3 separate regions of the Mus musculus genome follow, and all the other regions are linked to region 2. Evidence: chromatin contacts called from public Hi-C and Micro-C data. All regions are on one chromosome and are shown on one strand. Each heading gives the region's core, a stretch centred on a gene start, on an enhancer-like site or on the middle of the called end of the contact. The rest is flanking DNA. Distances are from core to core; before and after follow the strand shown. Region 1 overlaps Aff3 (AF4/FMR2 family, member 3). Region 2 has its middle 69 kb from the start of Lonrf2. Region 3 overlaps Aff3 (AF4/FMR2 family, member 3).

Region 1 (2,700 bases), core at 109-2,608, 320 kb before region 2:
AGATGTTCTCCAAGGCGTACAGTAAAATATGACGGAGTATCAGTTCAGCTGCGGAGGCTGTCACCTCTGCTCAGCCATCAGTGAAGGGACATTCTGTGCATGAGGGCTCCGAAAATTCCTGACACAATTCAGGAAATGGACAGGATTTAGCACTATACAGATTAGGGGTTTTTAATTAAGTACTTTATGCAGTTGGTCCTCAGTCTATGAGATGAGCATCTGTGGCTTCAAAACAAAACAGAGGATATTGGGGTGGGGGTAAGTGGTATATACTCTTGGCACATCCATACTTAACGTTAACCTCTAAACAATATCCTACCTCAAGCACTTCCACAGCATCAATGATATCTTATAAGTCATGGGAGATGATTTAAAGAATGTGGAATAGCAGATGTATGTTTGAGCGTCAAGTGTACACACAAACTCTTATACAAGGGATTAGAGCAGTTAGGACCTGGAACCAACTCCTCATACAGATGAGGGTGACTGTACATTCAAGTACTTTATTTCAAATAACTCGTTTTTAGGATTAATTTTTAATTGAAGAGTAATAAAAAACATTTAAAAAGAAGAAATCTGAAGAGAGAACACAGAGACTTTTATGTTGATTAAGTCACAATGTGTTGACATCTCATTCTTAATAAAGGCAAAAACTAGAAAAGGGCTGTCTAGAACCACCATGATATCTGACGAGGCAAGTCAAATACTCCTGGACCAGAGCAGGACCCAGGCTGCTCAGGAAGAAGGAGCCACTCTTACTTCCAAGAGTCCAGCCCTTTCTTACAGCTACCCCTGCAAACATTTAGCCCCACACTGCTGCTCCACTGCCCAGCTGGCCTGCAAACAGCCCGAGGTCAGAGAATAGCCTTTGGTGTGCTCTGATTCTGTCTGGGTAGAGGTGACCTCCATATGCCCTTGGCTGGCCAGGTGCAGCATCCTTGTCCTTACAGCTGAACCTTCCCCACCTCCATCCTAGATGGAAGCAGACAGGGAGTTAGCTTCTATGACCACTGGAGCCTCACATTGCCAGACCTGGTATCTCCTTGATAGCAAGGCCAGGATGGGATCTTATATCAGGAGTTTCCTGATATAAGTTTCAGGAGTCAAGGGAAGGCAGCAGAGCTGTGAGCCACTGATAACATGATGAGGTGGTTTATCACTTAGCTCCCAAGAGGAGAGGGCGTGCACACCGGAAAGGGCACAGCAGAGAAGCCTCAGCCTTGGTAAGGAGGTAGTGGAGAAGAGAAAAGCCTAAGTGCTTTTTGATGCTTGCCCTGTGAAGGAATGGTGAGGAGGGACAGGCAGCCTTGGGTGACTTGGAGTGTGTACGGTTATTACTAGATTATTATTAGATTATTACTAGATTACCTCTAGTAATCTGGTCCTTGCCCTTGCATGATGATGGCTGGCTGATGGGGTCATCAAGGAGGTGGCTGGGCCGTGGGCTGCTCCACAGCTTGCAGCACCTGCAGGCCAGCTCTTTGCTGCTTTGGGAATCAGGAAGCCCTAGGAGAGACCTACAGGTCCTCCAGGTTGAGAAAGATCAAAGATGTAGGATACAGGAATATCATTTGAACAAGGGGAAGGGAGCAGGAAGCAGGTGAGGATGGCATGGTGTCTAAGTGGATGCTGAGGCATAAGGACCCCTCTCACTGTTCCTAGTACCAGAGAGAGGCTACCCCCCCCCCCAAGCCCTCTGCCCCACTCCTCCTGAATCCCAGAGCACAGAGCAGAGGAGGCTCCCTTAACACTACAAAAGCATATTCAACTTCACTGGGAGAGGTGACAGAAAAAAAAAAAGGCACATGGGATCCATGACCCTGGAAGTACCTTACCCAGTGTCACATGGCTACACATGACAGTGGCAGGGTTATATCCAGGTCTAGGTCACCTTACCTCTTAGAATCCTTACGGGTTCCAGAATAAAAAGAGAAAGCTATAAATGTCAAAGTTTACATATGGATGGCTAGCTAAACTTCTCAAACACACAGGGTTGTTTCTGTTATTCTACATATCCATTTAAAAGTTATGTACACTTTCAGGGCTGACTGTGTGGTATGGATAAGAGACCATGTCCCCCTCCTCCCCCCCACCCCCGCTCTCAGCCCTCCTTCCTTCTCTGTAATTCTTCGTGTGGGTTTGAGACCTCACGTGCTCTCTGTCCATCTTGGCATATCTATGGTTGTTCTCTGTCCCACTCATCTTTAGGCATTCACGTGGGTATGTACCTGGCTGCTGAGTGCACCCATGGCTGAGCGAGCCTGCTGCCCTGGGAGCTACTTCTCTGCTCGCCACCTTCTAGTTCCCTGTACCTCCCTCTCACTGAGGCTTACAGCCCCACCAGCTCCTACTGCCTACTGAGTCTGGAATCTAACACCATGATGATCAGTGCTCCCTCCCACCCTGCCTCCTGAGGCTGAGCTGCTAGGCTCCATCAGGAAACACTCCTTCTACTCTCCCCTTCCTCCAGGAACTCAGCCTCCCTTCTGCTTCCTGCCCTCACCTCCTCTTCCCCAAGCCTGTTGCTGCTGATCCCACCCCCAGGCAAGATGAATAACTCTAGAGGTCCCCTCACAGTGCAGGACATACAAATGTCTTTAGTAAGTACATGTGGATTTGATATACATGGTTGGGGCAGCACAAAAGTGTATGCAAAATACTGGATATCTAAGTGGGGGAGGGTACAGGCCATTTTCTGAA
Region 2 (2,700 bases), core at 177-2,676:
AGAGTCTATCAAAAGTGATTTTGAGTAATTGTATAAGACATAAATGTTATACCACTAGCACCAACAGAATCAAGCGCTTCTTTTTTCTTTCTTCCTTCCTTCCTTTCTTTCTTCCTTTCTTTCTTTCTTTCTTTCTTTCTTTCTTTCTTTCTTTCTTTCTTTCTTCCTTCCTTCCTTCCTTCCTTCCTTCCTTCCTTCCTTCCTTCCTTTTTCTCTTCCTTCCTTCCTTTCCTTTTTTCTTTTAATGAAGCTGCCAACTAAGTTGAAAATCCTTTTCATCCTAGCTGCTGCACAGGAGGATGAATGAGGTGAGCTGAGAGCCCCAGCCGCAGACACCACAGACCCAGCAGACACTTCCCAGTAGCAGCACTCCCTGGGGATGCTATTAGTGTCCTGGGTTCTTGTACAGCGAGGGAGACAGGAGAGACTGATTACTATTCAGATCAGCCTCCAGGCCAAGACTGTCTGGAGCTGGCATCTCAGGTAAGTAAAAGGCAGACACTGTGGGCTCAGCACACCCTACACATACACACACACACACACACACACACACACACACACACACACACACTCCGGAGTTGAAAAGGCACAGCTGCTTCTCCAGTGTGTGTGGCTGATTTCTGGGAAACGCCTCTGGCCAATCCCCTCACCAACAAAATAAAAACAACAAACAAACAAACAAACAAAGCCCCGAAGGATGCATATTTGCTGTTTTGCTCTCTCAGCATCCTTTCCACAGCTACCATTCATGACCCCACCTCTATCAAGAGGTCTTCAAGACCTTTCGCTTGTCTTCTGGGAGAGGGCCTCTTACACTGTGACACTGTCCACCCAACTCATCAGGAAAGAATGGACAGCGGCAGCAAGGTCGCTGGCTCTCAAGGGTCAACACAATCCATCAAGTCATTTAAAGTGAGTCCTTGTCTCATACAAAATCCCATTTCCTTGAGTATCAACCCAGCTTTATCTAAACCTCCATCTTCAAGCTGGCTTGTAGGGAGCAGAAGGGCCGTGGTCCATGGGAGTTCAGCCCCCCTCCCCTCGGGAATGTCGGTCTGTGTAAGACTAAACCGTGCTGTATAAATCTTGTCCAGGAAAAGAAAGGAACGGTTGTGGGAGTAGAGTTACCCCAGCTGCTGGGGCCCCATGCGCATGCGCACAGCCCTGGGAGATCAGAGGGGAGCCAGACCGATTGATTCCTGGCCCACAGCGCCCTGTGTGAAGCAAACCCTCCTCAGATTTCTAAGGTTTCCAGGAGGGCAGGTTGGATGGGAGCCTTGCAGTGCTGAGGAGACTGAAGGATGCATTCTACCATGTGGCTCCAAAGATAAGTTGGGGGCGGCAGACTGGATAACAAGCTAGACTCCCTTCTACTTCTGATAAGATAGAGGGCCTCTGTCTTTGAACGTGTTATTAATACTCTGCTCAGTTCTGTGGCCAGTGGGAGAGCGGTGAGCCCGTTCCTTTCATCAGGGTAGCTAGGGCCTCCCCAGGGCTATGGGAGGGAGGTTATAGACAGAGCCCTGGGCCCACGATACCATTCAACATCTGGCTTCTTTCTTGGGCTCTTGGGAGTTTGTGCCCCCCCCCCTCCAAGCCCCAGCTTAGCCTTGAGGCTTCTGCCACAAATGTCTCCCTTGCTATGTAACCAGGTTTAATAAAACATGGATATTGTATAATAAATACTGCATTTTCATGAATCTGCCCGTGAGATCAAGTGCTGTGCTAGAAAATATTATGAAATATGTATCACAATCTCTTACAGCCTCCTCCGAGCATTTTATATAAATCGCTACCTGTCAGAAGGGTTTGTGGAGAGAATCGGGGACTCCATGGAAGGCCCACAGCTTTTCTCTGTTGCTATGAGATATTAATATATTAGCATAACGTTTTTAAAAATGCAAATCCGCCCCTGGTATTCATACACTCTGAGTGGCACCCTAAGAAACACGCCTTCCATCCACTTGAGCAATCACCGCTCCTGGCCCCAGCCCCGCTCCCTGCAAGACCCCTTGCCAAGCAGCAGCCAAAATCTGCTCGACAGTGCCCTCTACTGGCGGGGAATAAGAACTTGCTTCCTCCGCTGCGAGGCTCCTCTTTTTTAAAAGGGTCAGGATCACTTTCTCTGCATCTTCTCTCTCCTTACCTCGCCTTGTCTTCAAGTGAAAGAACTTGTTCTTTAGACCTAGTTAAGGGTGTCACGGACCCTCCTCCTCACACACGCCCGTATGCATCCCCTCTACATGCCCCCTTTTTGCTTTCTTGTGACTCGCTTGAGTTTTTCTGGGAAAACTCTTACCCATTTTCCAGCCTTTTCCCTTCCATTTAGAAGCCAAATACCAACAACAAACCCCAGGATTTTTTTTTTAATGCAAATTTTGTGTTGGTGATGTGAGAGTGCGCAGAGCATGTGCCTGTCTTTTGCCGCGGAGGGAAAAGCAGCATTGCTTCGGTGCCCTCCATATCTGAAGCTCTGGAAAGTTCCTAAAGAAGGTTTTTTTTCCTCCTCATTCTGCTTCTGAAGTGAAACCAACCCACAGCATTGGATGGAGATGCACTTTTGAATATACTGCTGTACTCAACCCGATTATTTTTCTGCTGACCTCCATAACAAAACCTGCTTTGCTGACGCTCTGGCCTAACTCACTGAGAACAGGGCATCCAGCTGTTTGCTAACTGTTCTAAAATGTTGCAAGTTAC
Region 3 (2,700 bases), core at 65-2,564, 270 kb before region 2:
TCCCTTTAGACTTTGAATTTTTCCCTGTCCTTGGCACAGTAATCCCACATATTTCCAGGGCCTGGGATGATGATGGAGCCATGGAAACAGTGTACAGGGATCAGGTCTTGGTCAGGGGTATGGGGTCACTCACACAGTCACCATTTCTTTCTGTTGAGAACATTCAAAAATCTTCTCTACTTTGAAAAAATGCAATTAATTCCTGTCAAACATAGTTACCCTATCGTGCGGTAAAACACGAGGAAAGAGAAGGTAGATATTGCTCCTAGCCAAGTGTACTATGCATGAGGTAACCATCTGTTCTATCACAACCCTTGCAGGAAATTATAGTCAGTAGTTTTAGTTTCTACATACAAATGAGAACACACACTATCCATCTTCCTGGGCTTGACCTATTTTACTTATCAACAGAAAGTTCTTCATCTAAAACCTGGTCCCCCATACCATGCAAATACACATGAAGATGAAGAAAGTCCTGCCAATCTAATTAATAATTCTAAGTGTATATATCTATTATATTTTGTAATTAGGGTCTGCGAAATTTTATAGGGACTCGCCACACCTGCACCATACGTTTATATAATGGTAAGAGCACAGGCATCCAGATATGATCCATCCCGGAGTCTAATAGCTCTCTCCGTAGCACTCTCTAGACACGGCCTGTGAGGAAACATAATGTCACATAATGTGTTCAAATGGGGCCCCATTGGTAAGTGGTAAAGAACTGTTCCAGTAAGAGACAGGCATGGAAAGATGGTTTTCTTTTTAGTCATTCACTCAATGGCTGACAGAAAACTGAGGTTGTCCTCATTCAGATCCAAAGAAAGACATGTCCCCACTGTCTTCTGCAGACTCGCTCTCCGCCCGTGACCCTGAGGGAGCATTTTCTTCTTCATCATTTCAACTCTCAAATGCTCCTTTTCTGTTCCCACAGCTTGGAAGCTCTCCAATGTTCATCCCGTCCCTCTTCCTCTCCTCACTCTCTCCTCCAGGCCTGCTCTTCCTCCTCCATGCTCACCTCCCCTTTTTTCACAACAAACCTTAGTTTACAGATAAAATATCCCAGAAGTAGGCTGGTGGTCCTTGTCTATACTCCAGCCCTCGGGAGGAGGAGCCTGGAGAATCAGGAGTTCAAGTCTGGCTTTGGCTACATGAGAACCTCATCTCCCGCAAGCTGTTTCATCATTCTCTGCCCCCATCACTGAAATCCTCCTCACAGGCTTAGATTCTCACAACACTCCACCTTCTGACATTCGGGAACCATTCACGTTTCTCACCCCAGCCCTCTCCTATCGAAGCTCCTCTTCCTGCAGTCTCTGATAAGGCTTATCTCCCCTTCCTTGCTCCTGGGGGGATCCAGTGGCTTGCTACTGGCTCCCCGTAACACAGCGTTTTTAGTTTCCTGTTTTTGCTCTAAATCACCTTCTGGAGGAGATTGGTAGCCCTTTGATTGTCTGATGATTATCTCTGAGACCTTTCTCTCTAGCACACACATGCTTCAAGACTCCACTTGGGTTTTCTACCATGTGCCCAGCTGCGACACCCTCCAGGCCATGAGAGTCATGTCATGGCACATCTTAAGGTCCTGAAGCAGCTGCATTTACATCATTTAGGACAAATGTCATTCTCACCTTGTCCTAGAGCATTGCTACAATGATCAACTGTGAATTTACAAAATGCAGCTGGCTACAGTGGTGTATCCCATAACCCCATCACTCAGGAGAACTGCAGGTTAGAGACTAGCCTGGGCTACAAGGCTACGGATGCATAAAATGTTGCCATGTGATTTCCCCACTGTCCTCGTGACTTTAAACCCCTGGGTCTATGATGAAGTCACAGGATCAAAAACCAAAGTCTCCACTGTCTTTCCTTCACCTCTAATAGACGCTGAGATTTCAGACGCCCCTGGGATTTTAAGATACTTCCTTCTACACCCCCTCCCCTGAGTTGTCTCTGAGCCTGCTTCCCTTCCAGTTCGTCTCTGTTCGCTCTTCTGCCTGTTTTCCCACGAATCAGCACTTCCTTCTTACAAGAGTGTTTTCGTAAATTGATCATTTCTCCTTTCTCCCTCCTCACTTTGCCTCCCCTGGAACACTCTTCCTAAAACTTAGCTTCTGCCATGTTCCTTCCCATCGCCCAAATCAATCAGAGGTCCTGTGTTCAAGGAAATATCAAAATTCTTCTCATTTGTTTAACTCTCAGTAGCAGAATCTTTTCTCTCCAGTTAAAATTATCTCCAAACTAAAATTTACTGTCCCTAAATATATGTCTTATCTTCCTTCTGGCTGAAAGCTTCTTGAATGAATATATATATATATATATATATATATACATATACATATATGTATATATACATATTCATATATATATTCAAAAATGTGTGTTAAACTTCTTTTGTATAACTCAGACTCCACATTACTCTGCTGATTGGGAATGCAGTGCTTGATTCACTGTGTACTGAAAACTTGGAGCTGGGTAAAATGATATAAAATGTAATCTAAAGGTAATTTTCAGTTAAAGAGTAACTCATCATCTAGCCCCACAGTGGCAAGGCAGACCTAAGGCCAAATAAAAAAGTAAGCAACAAAAAACTCAGTATACCCTTGAAGGTTTTAAAGCAGGATGGACGATCTGAAAAATATCCCAAGGCCCAGCCACTGGAACTTCATGGGCAAAAGAAAATGAAAAGAAAGATTCCTA

Evidence for each region. A called contact is a pair of places that touch in the nucleus more often than the background predicts.
Region 1: a Hi-C map of the G1E-ER4 cell line shows a contact between it and region 2, with 4 times the contacts expected there. The contact joins two enhancer-like sites. A contact is called at or near these places in 2 of 15 datasets of contacts at CTCF or cohesin (large pre-B cells and pro-B cells), 6 of 484 Hi-C or Micro-C datasets (the G1E-ER4 cell line, nephron progenitors, retina and 2 more) and 3 of 115 datasets of contacts at active chromatin or transcription factors (Th17 cells, astrocytes and embryonic basal ganglia).
Region 3: a contact with region 2 is called in a Micro-C map of the G1E-ER4 cell line, with 4 times the contacts expected there. The contact joins two enhancer-like sites. A contact is called at or near these places in 2 of 15 datasets of contacts at CTCF or cohesin (large pre-B cells and pro-B cells), 8 of 484 Hi-C or Micro-C datasets (the G1E-ER4 cell line, cortical neurons, cranial neural crest and 5 more) and 3 of 115 datasets of contacts at active chromatin or transcription factors (T-cell acute lymphoblastic leukemia, embryonic limb bud and memory CD8 T cells).

What each region holds. Positions count from the first base shown.
Region 1 is chr1:38,446,668-38,449,367 of GRCm38.p6, forward strand. All of the region lies in intron 4 of Aff3 (AF4/FMR2 family, member 3), which reads right to left. Among named protein-coding and RNA genes, the nearest start is that of Aff3, 180 kb to the right of the region's middle. Within about 2 kb of position 1,359, at least 21 of the 459 cell types and tissues checked have an H3K27ac peak or open chromatin away from gene starts, as enhancers often do. A contact at or near this core is called in the G1E-ER4 cell line, where this site is marked.
Region 2 is chr1:38,766,010-38,768,709 of GRCm38.p6, forward strand. No RefSeq gene overlaps it. Among named protein-coding and RNA genes, the nearest start is that of Lonrf2, 69 kb to the right of the region's middle. Within about 2 kb of position 1,427, at least 71 of the 459 cell types and tissues checked have an H3K27ac peak or open chromatin away from gene starts, as enhancers often do. A contact at or near this core is called in the G1E-ER4 cell line, where this site is marked.
Region 3 is chr1:38,498,302-38,501,001 of GRCm38.p6, forward strand. All of the region lies in intron 4 of Aff3 (AF4/FMR2 family, member 3), which reads right to left. Among named protein-coding and RNA genes, the nearest start is that of Aff3, 130 kb to the right of the region's middle. Within about 2 kb of position 1,315, at least 12 of the 459 cell types and tissues checked have an H3K27ac peak or open chromatin away from gene starts, as enhancers often do. A contact at or near this core is called in the G1E-ER4 cell line, where this site is marked.